Linked DNA regions of Anas platyrhynchos: region 2 is linked to region 1. A link is a contact called in public Hi-C data. All regions are on one chromosome and are shown on one strand. Each heading gives the region's core, a stretch centred on a gene start, on an enhancer-like site or on the middle of the called end of the contact. The rest is flanking DNA. Distances are from core to core; before and after follow the strand shown.

Region 1 (6,657 bases), core at 2,946-5,445:
CATCAGGTTGGCAAGGTGGAGTTGTTGGTTTATGCAACAAAGCTTGTTGGTGGCTAAATTGGGCTGGGTGCATTGTCTGAGCCCACCGGGTCTTTGTAGGTAGCTCCAAGTGCTGTGCTCATCGCCTGCCCCGCTCAGCCTGGAGCTAGTGCCAGGAGCAGCCAGTGGAGGAGCTGATGGGAGACGTGCACACATCTGCATTGCTGCTTCAGGTCCCAGGGCTCTCCCAGCTTATTCCAGGGACACAAATCCGCTCCTATGCTCTGTTCCTGCCCCAAGTGCATCAGGATGTGACCGTGGTGGCTGACGGTGTGAATGGCCCAGGCTGTGCTGACTGTGCTGGTGTGGTTTGTTCTGTTCTGTTTCATCCTTTGGTTTTGTGTGGTGATGTTTTTTTTCTGACCATGGAAAACTTGACTGTCTGTCAGTTAACTGGTGTCACTCATCACTTCTGGATTTGTTGGGGTTTTGTTATAAGTATCCCAGCCAGTCCTCCTGTAGAAAGATGCAGGAAACTCCACAACACCTTCCTTTTCAGGGCCTTAAAACATTTGGCAGATGTTACCCCTTACAAGCTGCTCTGCAGGCAGGTAAGGGAGGTGAAAAAAAAAGAAATAATTTATCCAAGGTCGTACAGCAAAGTCGGGCTCAGATACCTTTTCCAAGATTGATGTCTCCCGGCCCTGTGTGCAATAACACAGTTATGTGTCTGCACAGTACTGAGATGCAGCAAGTGCAAAAGGAAAACTCAATCTCCAGTAAGCCTCCGTTGGGACTGGGGAATTGTTTTGTTTGCTAGACTGGCACCATACCAGTGTTGCTTGTGGTATACATCTTCAAGTGTCAAACCTTTCCCAGCCATTTTTGCTTATCTTTATGAAAACCAGACTCTTAAAGTTAAGAGTTAAACATATCTTACGCTCATCAAACCCTCACTGGAAAAAGTGTTGCTCTTTTTCCCTGTCCCTTCCCATGCACCAGATCTGCTTCTTCTCATACCATTAAGTGCTGTTCATCTATATGTGCCATACAACCATGGTCATGTGCAAGTATGGCTTTTGGTGCTAATTAATGTTAGTTCTGTCCCTCAAGAACTCTTCTTGAAAAGCAACACCCAGCACTGGATCCAGTCCAGTGACAAATGTGAGGCTCTTTGTGCGGAGACAGCTGTATTTAGGCTGGAGCTTTGTTATAAAAGTGTCTCTATTGTAATTGTTTTGCACAGTGGCAGTGTCAAAGCAGCTGCAGCAGTAGTCATTGCCTCTTGTATATTTTGCTTCCCTCCTTGCACTGTAGATGTTAATATACATTTGTGTATTCTTGAACTCATATCCTTAATGTAATCCTAAATATCCATTTGAATGGATATTTCTCCCATTTGAAACACGCTGTTTTTTTTTTCTTTTGTTTGTGTCCCCTCCATCTTTCCAGTCAAAAGAACTACAGATAAAGAAGCAGTTTCAGGATACATGCAAGATCCAAACCAGACAGTACAAAGCACTGAGAAACCATCTGCTGGAGACCACGCCAAAGAGTGAACATAAAGCTGTCCTCAAACGGCTCAAGGAGGAGCAGACCCGGAAGCTGGCTATCCTGGCTGAGCAGTATGATCACAGCATTAATGAAATGCTCTCTACACAAGCTGTGAGTCGCCTCCGAGGGACCCAGGGTTCCTCAGCCAAAGAGGGATGTTTGCATTTTAACCGATCTGTATCCTGACAGCAGGCTATCTGCTTCCTTGCTACACATGCCATACCCTGCGCAGTCGTTCCTCTGTATTTAAAAAGCTGAATTCAAATACAGAGGAAAGAGGTGTTACTCCCATCAGACAGGTTGGAGCTGAAGCTGCTCTTGCAGAGATGCAAAGTGATGCATCCGTGTGGCTAAAGGTCTGCTTTTGCATGAAGTCTGACAGCGTGAATGTCTCTGTTAGAGCATCATTAAATCATGTGCAACTTGCTGTCATAAGTCGTTTAGGTTTTGATTTGTCATTGATACCAACCAAAGCATGTCCCACTGGTGGAAGATGCTCGGTGAGTCATGGAGGAGTTCAGAGGTTTGACTTTAAACCTGAAAAAAAAAAAGTGTTAAAAGTGTTGTGAAGGTTCTGTAAACCCTTCTTAAAGAATGACCACCTGAGCAATTCTGTGAGTCCCTGCTATAACTGAATGTGCAGTTTTCTTTGCACTTCTTGCATATTGCATCCTGCTTGTCACTCTGCACAAATTTGACACTGTGAGGCAGGGTAGCTGGCCTAATTTATGTATCAGAAGTGAAAAGTTCAGTATTGTATTGCTTTTAGGTTTGTGTCATTTTATTCTTTTGCCCTAAGTCATACATTGGCAGGGATATGAACTTAAAGTCTCCTGCTCACAGGAAATTGGTTAATCCAGTTGAACAGAGCAGGAGACCTTTTCTTTGCCTCTACCAAAAGGACAGCTGTGGATATTAGCACCTCCAGCAGTCTGCTCTCTGCAGCATGGATCGTGGTTCCTGAGGCGCCACCGCTCATCAGCGTCACTTGCATCAGCACTGTGGGCTCACAGTCACCAGTCTTTGTCACTATAGGTTCTCTGTTCAGTGAAACCAAGTACAATGGAGACCAATTGTATTGCTAAGAAAACAAAGTCCCATCCCATTCTCTCCCTCTCCCCACAGTCCTCCCCGAGAGTGTCATGAGTGGTTACCCCATAGTGAAACATCTCTATTGTCTGCCTTTCCCAGCTGCGTTTGGATGAAGCACAGGAAGCAGAGTGCCAGGTTTTGAAGATGCAGCTGCAGCAAGAATTGGAGCTGCTGAATGCATATCAGAGTAAAATCAAGATGCAGGCAGAAGCCCAGCATGATCGGGAGCTGCGTGATCTTGAACAGAGGGTATCCCTCCGTCGGGCCCTCCTTGAGCAGAAGGTAAAATGGGCATACGAGCATCATTAGCACACTCAGATCTCAGATCCTAAATTGCACTGTACCTATCAGCATAGAGAGAAATTGCTTTTACCTTGCTGTATACAGTAACATGGATCATTTGGATATTCGCCTTTCTGGGATGATAGCTCAGTGACACGCAGGCTAAACTTTGCCAGCTCAGCCATCCTATGTAAGCAGCTTCTGGCTGGGATAGAACTGCTTGAGGCATGCCAGAGCCGGAGGGAGTCGTGCCTCTCTGCACAGAAAGGAAAGCAAACTCTTCATTCTGTCTCTGAGCTGCAAATTAACATCACCAGTTTATAAAAGAACAGATGTAACAACCTAACATGAAGTTTTTTGGTTTTTGCCTTGAAATTTGCATGGTACAAGCAATTTGGGGGGGCAAAAAGGTGGCAGGGGGACGGGTTAAAATGTATTAGATGGACTTGGGATTTGAGACCCTGTTTTTTATGGTAATATGTTTGATTATTTTGGTGTAGCTCTGCTCCATTTGTCAGTGTGTGGAGACCCAGCTGCAGTTCCCTACGAAATGACACTTGTTACAGAAATACTGCTGTCAGCAGCGTTGCCCTTAAACTGCACTAGCCAGAGCCACAAGCATGGGCAAACTGCTGCTCCCTGGGTTTCAACTTGAATTGGCTGTTATATGTGTTAAGGGGCTCCTTGTTGAAGCATGCTTTTCTATGCAGTGCCAGAAACATGGTGTTTATAGAAACGTGTGCGAGGGAGGGGTCTGTGCAATCCAGAAGAAGGGTAGTTAGTGCAGCAGTCAGTGAAAGGAAATGCACAGCTTTCCTCCTGCAGCTTTTTTCCGTTTTTGATTTGCTCTGTGGGTGCCAGCTGTCACCATTCACACAGCAGTCCCAAACTTTGCTGCTGCTCGGCGATTATTAAATTACAGCAATTACTCTGTGGCCTCGAGGTTCTTCACACTTCTCCCAGAGGCTAACAGATGGATGCTTGGCTGGTAGAGGGCCCTCGTTGGAATAAAACTGCTCCACCTCATGGTGAGCAGAGGAAGCATCTCCAAGAGCACAGCATGGGCCTGCTGTGCTTTGGTCCCCTGCAAGTAGATGAATCTCTGGAAGTAACTGAATTTGTGAAAGCAGAGATCCTGTGTGGCACCCACGCGTGGAATAGCTGTCCTTAAATTCCATCGCTAGTCGTTCCTCTCCCATCCAGCTCCTGTCACAGCCCTGCACGTAAGCGTGTAAGCAGGCTGGGTGTGCATTGCCCTCTGGCGGTGCGAGCTGACGAGAGCTCTGGGAAGCAGTGTGACATAGCAAGCCTGCTGCTGGCCATCTCTTTGTGCGGGGGATCAGCAGAGACTGCACTGCACACAACATGATGCCAAAAGCTGAACTGAGGCCAGTGGCTCATGGAAACGCACATCAACCAATATTAATGTTGTACAAGTCTTTCAGCGTGCACAAGGATCAAAGTCTGTGCACAGAAGGCCCATACAAATCATTTGCCATTGGTAATGGGGAAGGAAGCTTAGTAAAGTTATAGTATAGTGGAGAAAAGGAAACAACAACAGTAAATTCTAAGATAATTTTTCCTTTTTTTTTAATGTGTCCTGTATGTCTCTGCAAGACTAACACCTTAAAAACAGATAGATAAATAAATAAATAAATAACAGTCCATCGACTCCCATGGGAGGGAGCCTTTATTTAGCAATATAAGCAATGCCAGTGCATTGCTGCTCACAAAGTTGTGGACCAGAGGTGAGACTTTCTTGCTGGGATTACAATTACTTAGTGGCAGCTCAAGGAAAAAGAACTGGGTGCAAAGGTAGATGCACCCTTCTTTTGCAGGGATATTCCTTACAGGGAGGGGTGGACAGACTTTGTAGGAGTTGCCAGTGCTCTGGTGTGGGTTGCTCAGCAGTGTCACCAGGGATTTGTGTGCCTGTGCTCACTGAGGCTGTCTGGCAGCCAGGGAGAGGGCAGGTACGTGCACAAGTCGAATGTCTGAATTCACGTGCACAATTACATACCTAGCCTGTGGCAAAGTCAGTCCCTGATGTTCCACGGTAAATGAGGTTCCAGAAGTAAGCATGTGCATAGGATTCTGCTTCCTTCTCAGCGCAGTGCTCTCCGTTTTTGGTGGTGCCCATCACCACAGTAACTCAACAGAGCGTAAATGACTCAGGCTAAGGAGCCAGCAGCCAGCCCCATCCCTGCACAGTCTGTAAGTGCCAGTGACTGAGGTCCAGTTACACCCTGATGCGATGTTGTTCGTATTGCACCAGTCACAAGCGTGTCCCAGGAGTGTCTTTAAAAGACTTCAGATTTACTCGTTTCCTTCTCATGTGCCTCAGGCACCTCATCTTCAGTCCTGCATCCTGAGGTTGTTTCTAAGTGATGTCATTTTAACACAGCGCGTTGGGCATGCAAAGTTGGATTGCACAAAGTCCTGTTTTGTTTTGTTTTCTGTCGCAAAGACTGAAAACTATGTGCAGCTAGATGTGCTGAGGATGCTCTAGTTCTGAAAGAAAAGGGGATTCTTTTTATATAGTGTCACTGGAAGAAATATGTGCAGCATTTTGAAGAGCTAACGTCAGAGAAAGCGCCTTCCTCTTGCTGTTTGCAAGCCAGCTGACCACTGCACGGCTCTCAGAAGAGTAGGGAAGGCTGCTCCGTGAGTCAGTGTCACTCACCTAGCACCAAGAAGCAGACAAGTGGAGAAGGCTGTTTCTGAGAGCCCAGAATGGCTCAGGAGATGACTCACATAGGAGCAGATTGTTTCCTAAATTCCAGATGAAGTCATTTTGAGTATTCCCTGACTAAGGCAAGAGAATGCTTACAGCGCTCTGCCCGGTACCTCCAGCACAGACCAAAATAACTCCTCTTGACCACATTGCTGCTGATGCTAGTGAGCTCTGTTTAAAAGCCTTGGCTACTGCTTTTTACCCTTTTGGCCTATTTCACTGAAGCCAAAAGTAGCTTTTTCAGTGCTGGCAAGAAGATAATGGAGCGATTCTTTGGTTCTCCACCTGCCTGCAAAGATTTCAGTAAGAAAGGCTTTCATCCCTCCCTGATGGGTGTCAGGAGGCTGTAGCCCAAAGTTATCTGCACTGAAAAGAGCTGATCCCAGTGCCCCTACCAAAGTACAGCTGGAAACTGGTTTGGAACAGTGTCACAGGGAGGATACTGGAGTTGCCAGCTTGCATATCATCCAGCTAATAATCTGCCACCCGGTGCAAACATCACTGCCTGCTTTCTTAAGTCGCACGCACTGGGGGAAGTATCAGGGTAACACAACCAATTTAGGAAAGGGATAGATAAGAGGTGATAAACATGAGCTAAGAAAAGCTGGCTGATGAACATTGGAGAGGAAATTGAATGTGGGCTAGTACATTGAATCCTGGAGAAAAGAGCAGCTGTCATCGTCGGATTCAGCGACGAACAGTGGAGGTCACATTAAGCTGTGTTGGCAGGTATTTGGCTGTATAGATCCTGTGCTTGGCTCTGTCTAAAGGTGCTTTTGCAGTAGGTTACTATGGCAGCTGTAGGCTTTGCTGCATCTTAAAAGATTTATCTGTGTCAAATTGTTAGTATCATTGCAGGCTTGGGATTCACATCCCTGAAAGGCTCTGTATTGATGAGGGAGCAGGCACCAAGACACTCCAGCTAGTACTCGCTGAGCTTTGCCATGCACACAGATTGTGTGTTGGGGACATCTGAGCTAGATCCAGCCTCCTTTAGAAGTCCGGGGAGAAGGTTT
Region 2 (6,657 bases), core at 2,310-4,809, 81 kb before region 1:
CGGGCTTAGTATTTTCGATTCGGTTCCCCTTTTGTTCACTATAATCAGGCTTGAAACTCTCAAGTTCCTGTTTTAAGGTCGGCGTGCTGACCTCCTGTTGCATTATTTTGTCCTGTACTAGATTCAAGTTCTCACAACCCTTGGCACTGTTGCGCCTGCCTTTCCGTTTCTTAGGCGTAGTATATCCACTCTCAGAGCCGCTACCATCGTTATCGGCCCCCTTGCCTACGTAGCCATTGGTGATGTAGCTGGAGTTATTGGTCACCACGCCGTTTGGGACAGACACTCCCTCTGGCTTGTCTGAGGACTGACTTTCTCTAAGCTTGTTTTCGTAGGACTTCTCATTCTTTTTGTCCATGCTATTTTTCTGAACGAAGTTCTTGGTTTTGATTCCGGCTTTCCCCAAAGCACCGGCCTTAACGGTCTGCTTTGGGGTCACATTAGTGTCTACGAGTTGCTGGCTGCCATTGGGTACCCTGGATCCTGGGTTGGTGGTTTCATCAGAGCACAGGCCCTTCAGCGACACTTCTCGTTCCCCTGCGTTACCATTTAGCTCTCCATAGCCTAGAAGAAAGCCAAAGACAACAAAAAGCAAGAATTAGAACGGGAATCGTTACACTTCTGATTGCAAAAAGCTGTAATCAGCCCCGAACATATACAGTTTTGCCGAGCAGATGTTTTAAAATAGGAAAACTTTGTCTGCTCTCCGATACATGAAAATACATCCTTATTTGCTGGAAGCCAAGGAAAGGTTCAGCAGAAGGCACCAGCAGCTACCGGCTCTCACCCAACAGCAGCGCGGTGTTTAACACAGGTAACAAAATAAAGCAAAGAGGCACTTGAATGCTACACAAGGAAAATACGCTGTACTGAAACCCCCTTGCAACCTGGCGAGCTATTTCATCAGCTGCCATTTCCAGGTCACGCAGAGGAAATTCCCAGGATGCTTCAAGAGAGAGGGCCCTGCTGCCTTCGCTCCAAAATTCCTTGAAATTCGGCATCTACCCTGTGAGCCAGCTCCACGGCCTCTGTCCTCTCACAGGCCTGTGGCACCAGCACCCCTCCCTCCCACCTTCCTCCAAGCGCCACCTCTAGAAGAGGCAACGAGCCGCCTTCCGAAGGCCACGTGCGAGTCCGGCTGGGAGCTGGAGGGAAGACAAGGTGGCAGCATTTCCTCTGTCATTTCCAACCGGCACCTCCCTACACGTGCTCCGAGCAGGCGAGGGAAGCACCACGTCCCCCGAGCACCGCCACCGGCCCCCTGCCCACCGAGAACATCCCAGGGAAGCGCCCGTGAGGGCCCCAGCCCACCAAAGCAGGGCACTGTGCTGTTATCTCATCTCCCCTTTTTGCTTCTGGACTTCAATTCCGGGCCTGAAGGCTCTCAAGGTCTTGAGGTCATGATTTAAGCGGAGCAGAAAGCCCAGACCGAACCACCTCGCCTTCCTCGAGCCGACGCAGAGCACCACGCGTCCCCCAGGCCCGAGAGCGGGCAGGGCTCCAGCTTGGAAAAGAATGTTTTTGTTGTCACCGCTGCTGCTGAATTATGCAGCTATACTAAAAAAATCATTGTTATCCTCACATCCTGGAGCCTCAGATGCGCGGCAGATGTAACTGCTCAAGTTCTGCGCGACTCGGGAACACGGGAATCCTTGTAGGGAATCTTTACAGAAATTCCACAGCCCCCTTTGCCGAGAGGGATCAAAAAGGGTTTTACTACACTCGAGTATCTCCAACCACCACAACTTCCACTGCAACTTCCAAAGGCGCTGCTCGGAACAGGGCCCATAAATACTTCATCCCAGAGAAAACGAGCAGGGCGGGACTCTCAGCTGAGTCGAGGGCTAAAAATTAAATATTCCCCAGCAGCGAGCGGGGGAAGCCCGCTCAGGAGTAACGTGGTGCAGCTGACCTTGCGCGACTCGGGGCTCCTGACACCACCAGCTAACGAAACAAAACAATACGCGCGGTCACGAGACCACTGCGGACGAGGAGCAAAAAAGAACAAAATGAAGAAAAAAAAAATCCATTTCACCAAGTCAGCGTGTCAGCAGTTTCGAGTCCCAGTTTTCAAGGCTTCCCAACTCAGCTGAGTTTTGCCCCAAATCAAGGTTTGGGGCGGCTGGCTCCGGCCTGGAGCCAAGGGGGGCAGTGACCCAAATTTTGGGGGGTGAGGAGGACGTGGGAAGGAGGTGAGGAGCCAAGAGGAAGGGGGTGTCGGGGGGCAGTGTGTGGGGAGCCCCCCTGCTACCTGTGGGGCTCCTGGGCAGGAGGGAGCTGCCCCAGGGCCCCCAAGCTCCCTGCTGATGGAAGTGAAGATTTCAAGGAGTATGTGTATGGAGGGGGGGACGTAAAAAAACACAAAAAAAAACACTAAAAAAAAATAATCAAACCAAAACAACCCCCCCCCCCACGCACATGGCACCGCGACTCCTCATCCCACCCCGCGCTGCCTCGCGACCCGCCGCACCCCCGGCCGCTTTTATTTTTATTTTTATTTATTTATGAGCAGAACGGGCGGTGTGTCTGTGTGTGTTGGGGGGGGTGAGGTCGTGCTTTAGCGGGAGGAGGCCTCTCCATGAGGGGGCTGAGGGGGTTCCCCCAACATCGGGCTCCTCACGGGGCTGCGGCTGGAGGCTGAGGAGGGAGGCAGGGAGGGAAGGGGGCTGAGGAGAGAAGGAGGCTGAAGAGGGAAGGAGGCTGAGGAGAGGAGGCTGAGGAGGGAGGGAGGCCGCCGCCCTGCGCTTTCCGTGACTCATTGATTTGCACGCTCATCACTTTTCCACACGGGGCGGCCTCCCCCCCCCCTTCACCCCCTTCACCCCCTTCTTCATCCCCTTCATCCCCAACCGCCTCCTCGCTCCCTTTCTTTATTTTTCTTTATTTTTTTTTCCTCTCCCTTCCCCTCCCCGCACAGCCCCGGGGCCGGCCCCACACGTGCCCGGCGCTGCCGGCGGCCCCGCGGCTCCCTCAGCCGCGCCGGCTCCAACATGGCGGACAGGAAGCGGCCCCAGCGCGGCGGAGAAGCTTCCAGCCGGGCCGGGGGAGGAGGAGGAGGAGGATGAAGAGGAGGATGAAGAGCAAAGAGGAGAACGACCAGGAGCAAGGAGGAGGATGAGGAAAGCCCCGCCGCCACCCCGCGAAGGTCACCAGCCCCGTCCACGACCTCCCCCCCCCCCCATATTCCCCTCAGCCCCGGACCTGTTCTCCGCTTCGGCGCCTCCTGGTGCTTGTGGAGCGGCTTGGGCTGGGCTCGGCCGTCGGGCGGCGGCAGGTAGGGGCTGTGCGGGCGGTGGTGGCTGTAGTAGTAGTAATGGTGGTGGTGGTGGTGGTGGGGAGGGGGCTGCTCCTCCATGGGGAGGGGGCTGGCTCAGCTCGCTGCCGGCGCTGCCTTCTTCTTTTTTTTTTTTTTTTTTTTTGAGAGAGGGAGCAGCCGTGCCGTGCCTTTTTATTATATATATATTTTTTTCCTCTCGCTGTGTTTTCCTTCTTTAAAAAAAATATATTTTTTTTCAGGCCGTGCAGGCTCCGGCGGCTGGGACGCGGCTTGGCGCTGGGGGGGAGGCGGCGGAGGACTGGCAGCGACCGCCCCCCGCCCCGCGCCCCGCCCCGACCGGCGGAAAGGGAAGGGAAAAACCCCGGGGGGGGAGTCAAAAAATATGGAGGGGAGAGGCCGGCCCCACGGCTCGGGGCGGTGCTGCCTCCCCCGAGCTGCTGGGTGCGGGATTTGGGAGCGGGGGTGGGGTGGGGAGCGGCCCCAAAGGGGGGCTGGGGGGGGATGGAGGGAAAAGGGGGTCCCACAAACGGGTGCTCGCAGCCTTCCCGAGGATGTGGTGAGGAGGAGAAGGGGTCTGGAGCTTCTGCTGGGGGGTTCCTCGGGGGTCCCAAGCCCGCTGGAGCGCCCCCGGTGTGGCAGGGCTGGGGGCTGGTTCAGCGGAGCCCCCCCCGGGTCGCAGAGAGGGGTCGGGCTGCAGGGGGGGTTTAAGGGGTAAGGAGAGGGTTGGGGGACACTAAAATGTGTTGGCTGGGGTCACAGCCCTGTGTGTGGGGGGCTCAGGGTGATGAAATAGCTGCAGGTGGTGGTGGTGTGCCCTACAGCAACCGGGGGGGTGAGCGGTAAAAGAAAATCATGTAATTAAAGACTTATAATAGCCACAAAATGAATAAACAGGGTGCATAGCCCATCCTTAAAATAGGATTGTGTTTAAAATAGGATTGCGTAGCTTCTCAGGGCTTGTAGTTGTAGCCTTAATACCTGTGTGTTATTTTAAGAAATTAAAATAATAAAGCTTCTCTGTCCAGAAAGCCCGATCAGGCTTTATTTCTGCTCTGCAGGACATCACACAAAACACAGAGCCCTTCCCTTAGTTTTATTTCATCAGAATACGATCGAAAGCATATGCCTCCAGCACAGCTTCCCCCTCCCTGTTCTTTAACACGTACAAAGTAAAACCCTCCCTACCACAAATCCAACTTCTGCATTAACACCGAGGGCTCCTTTTCAAGGTTGGAGGTGCCTGAAAGAGGAGTTCTGTGCCCAAGAGGCCCTACAGTTTGCATTTCTTCCAGCACACTGCAAAGCAATTTAAGGCGCAGTGAAAGCGTTTAAAGGATGACTGCGAACGGGAGGCTCTGCCCCTGCTCCCCGGAGTAACGGTGCTGGCAGCCGCTGACTCAGAGCGACCTCACGGCGCTGAGGAGACAACTCTCGAACCCAAGAGTCAGGCTTTAATCACAGTTGACATTTTATTGGTGGCTTGGAAGAATTTATTTTTAATATAGGGAACTGGCTTGAAGACAGGCTTCAAAAGACTCCGGAGAAAGCAAACAATTACGGACAAATCAGCTGCACACACAGACAGCAGAAATCTAAATACAAAGGGCAGCGTGTTGCACGTACATGAAAGGTGAAGCAAGTCTTCTGTTTCTTAGAAGCGCTGTGTTGTCAGTTTTACATTAACCATGTAAAGCTGGAAAAAAACAACAACAACAACAACAAAACAGATTAAAAAAAAAAACACAAGATAATGTAGCCTGGGGCCCACCAAGCCCCGTAACACACCTGGCGAAGGAAGCACGGGCACCCCGCACACCCTGCTTAGTGCCGAGATGTCTTTTCATGCACTACAAGTTCCAGCATGCAGCACTGCTCCGTGCCCTGACGTCTGCGTGCCATGCTGGGACACGTAGTCCTCAGACGCTGCGCTTTCTATTAAGGGCAGGCACAAATTTCTCATTGTCGGGCTATTTCATGCTCTCCTTTCAAGCCGACTTTGTTCCGAGTGACACCAAGCACCCTGCCCTCGCTAGCGCAGCGCTGCACCAGCTATATAACACGTGCAGCTGGGTGGGAGGTGTTCTCTGGAGCTGTGGAAAAGAAACAGGAGACTTCCACGCTTCCTCATCTGCAGCGGTTTCCCTCCTTGCTGCTGAGTTTGGCAAGTCAGCAGGGTCTCTTGCAAAGGAAAGAGGTAATTTGCCTTGGAATTCCACACCCACTGCCAAGCATTCCCACATCCAGGCACAACGCTGGGCAGAGCCAGCATAATTTCTAGCTCGAACTCAGAAGGCTATTTTATAAAGCTTTGAAGTGTATGGCTTTTCAGAGAGCCTGCCATTTAACGCTGCAAAATGAAGGCAGCAAGGAATGAATCAACTGCTACAGAGCTCATGAGAAAGTTTTCCTGGACAGACCTGAGGTGATTTTTTAATTCATATGAAGACGCAGTTAAGCTTAGAAGCTACTCCAATGATTTCCTAAGAATAAATGATTTCCTCTCACAGGCAACCCTCTTTAAGGCACTGCATTTAATTTTCATTAAATGTTTAGGGTGAGTTGAAACCTTGAAACTATGAAATTCATCCACGAAGTGTCTCCTGTTTAAAGCTCAAAACTGGGAAACATCAAAATTACTGTATGCACAGATACTGAGAAGGACTCTTATACAAAGCATGTTCAGCATTTACCTACCTTTTTTTGCCATAATGTTTTCGTTTCTAGCAAGGATCCAAACTTGCCAAGAGCCCTATATTCTAATACACCCAACCTAACAAAGTAAAAGAGAGGATAGTTCCAGTTATGTTTATAACAATACCATTTCAATCAGTACAATATGGTCACAAGTCACCAGCTGATATTTAAATGCTGGAGGAAGACTCGGATCTAGAAGTAGAGGTTATTTAGGATGGATCATGGGGGTGACAGTGCTCCTTGCAGCTTCTACTTGACCAGGGGTACGGCTGTCCTCACCGAGCTCAGAACACTGCCATTGACAATTGCATCCAGGTAGGGGGGCCTTTCCTTGACTCCATTTTTGTACTTTACTGTGTATATTATTTATATACAGTCTCTTTAAAGACTTCACCCTCTAGAGACAGTTTGATAGCAAGCTGTGGCTTCGAGGTCTTAAAAGGCAACAACAAAAAAAACATTTAGTCCTTAGCAGAATTGTAGGAATGGACACTGCGGACACTTATCTTTCCTATCCCTAATAATTTACACATTTCTACATAATAACACATGCTGAAGTAGATTTAAAATGAAAGGAAAAAAAAAAAAAAACCACAACTTACAAATGCCATAAGCACACACTGTTAATCTTTCAAGAAAATTAAGGCAGCCCAGCACCCAAAATATCCATAGGGCATAATTTTGTG

Evidence for each region. Hi-C and Micro-C count contacts between places; a contact is called where the count stands out from the background.
Region 2: a contact with region 1 is called in a Hi-C map of subcutaneous adipose tissue, with 2.3 times the contacts expected there. The contact joins the promoter of NUFIP2 here to the enhancer-like site in region 1. A contact is called at or near these places in 4 of 8 Hi-C or Micro-C datasets (liver, skeletal muscle and subcutaneous adipose tissue).

What each region holds. Positions count from the first base shown.
Region 1 is chr20:4,741,324-4,747,980 of IASCAAS_PekinDuck_T2T, reverse strand. TAOK1 (TAO kinase 1) reads left to right here. Exons shown (of 20, transcript XM_027471817.3): 18 at 1,432-1,644; 19 at 2,725-2,907. Among named protein-coding and RNA genes, the nearest start is that of ABHD15, 15 kb to the right of the region's middle. Within about 2 kb of position 4,195, at least 3 of the 8 cell types and tissues checked have an H3K27ac peak or open chromatin away from gene starts, as enhancers often do. A contact at or near this core is called in subcutaneous adipose tissue, where this site is marked.
Region 2 is chr20:4,821,560-4,828,216 of IASCAAS_PekinDuck_T2T, reverse strand. It overlaps NUFIP2 (nuclear FMR1 interacting protein 2), which reads right to left and starts at 3,559. Exons shown (of 5, transcript XM_038165848.2): 1 at 3,202-3,559; 2 at 1-564. The coding sequence starts at 3,355. It overlaps LOC101804034 (a long non-coding RNA gene), which reads right to left. Exons shown (of 15, transcript XR_011804259.1): 14 at 5,063-6,047; 15 at 4,722-4,970. LOC119713285 (a long non-coding RNA gene) reads left to right here and starts at 3,136. Exons shown (of 2, transcript XR_005260347.2): 1 at 3,136-3,274; 2 at 3,517-4,987.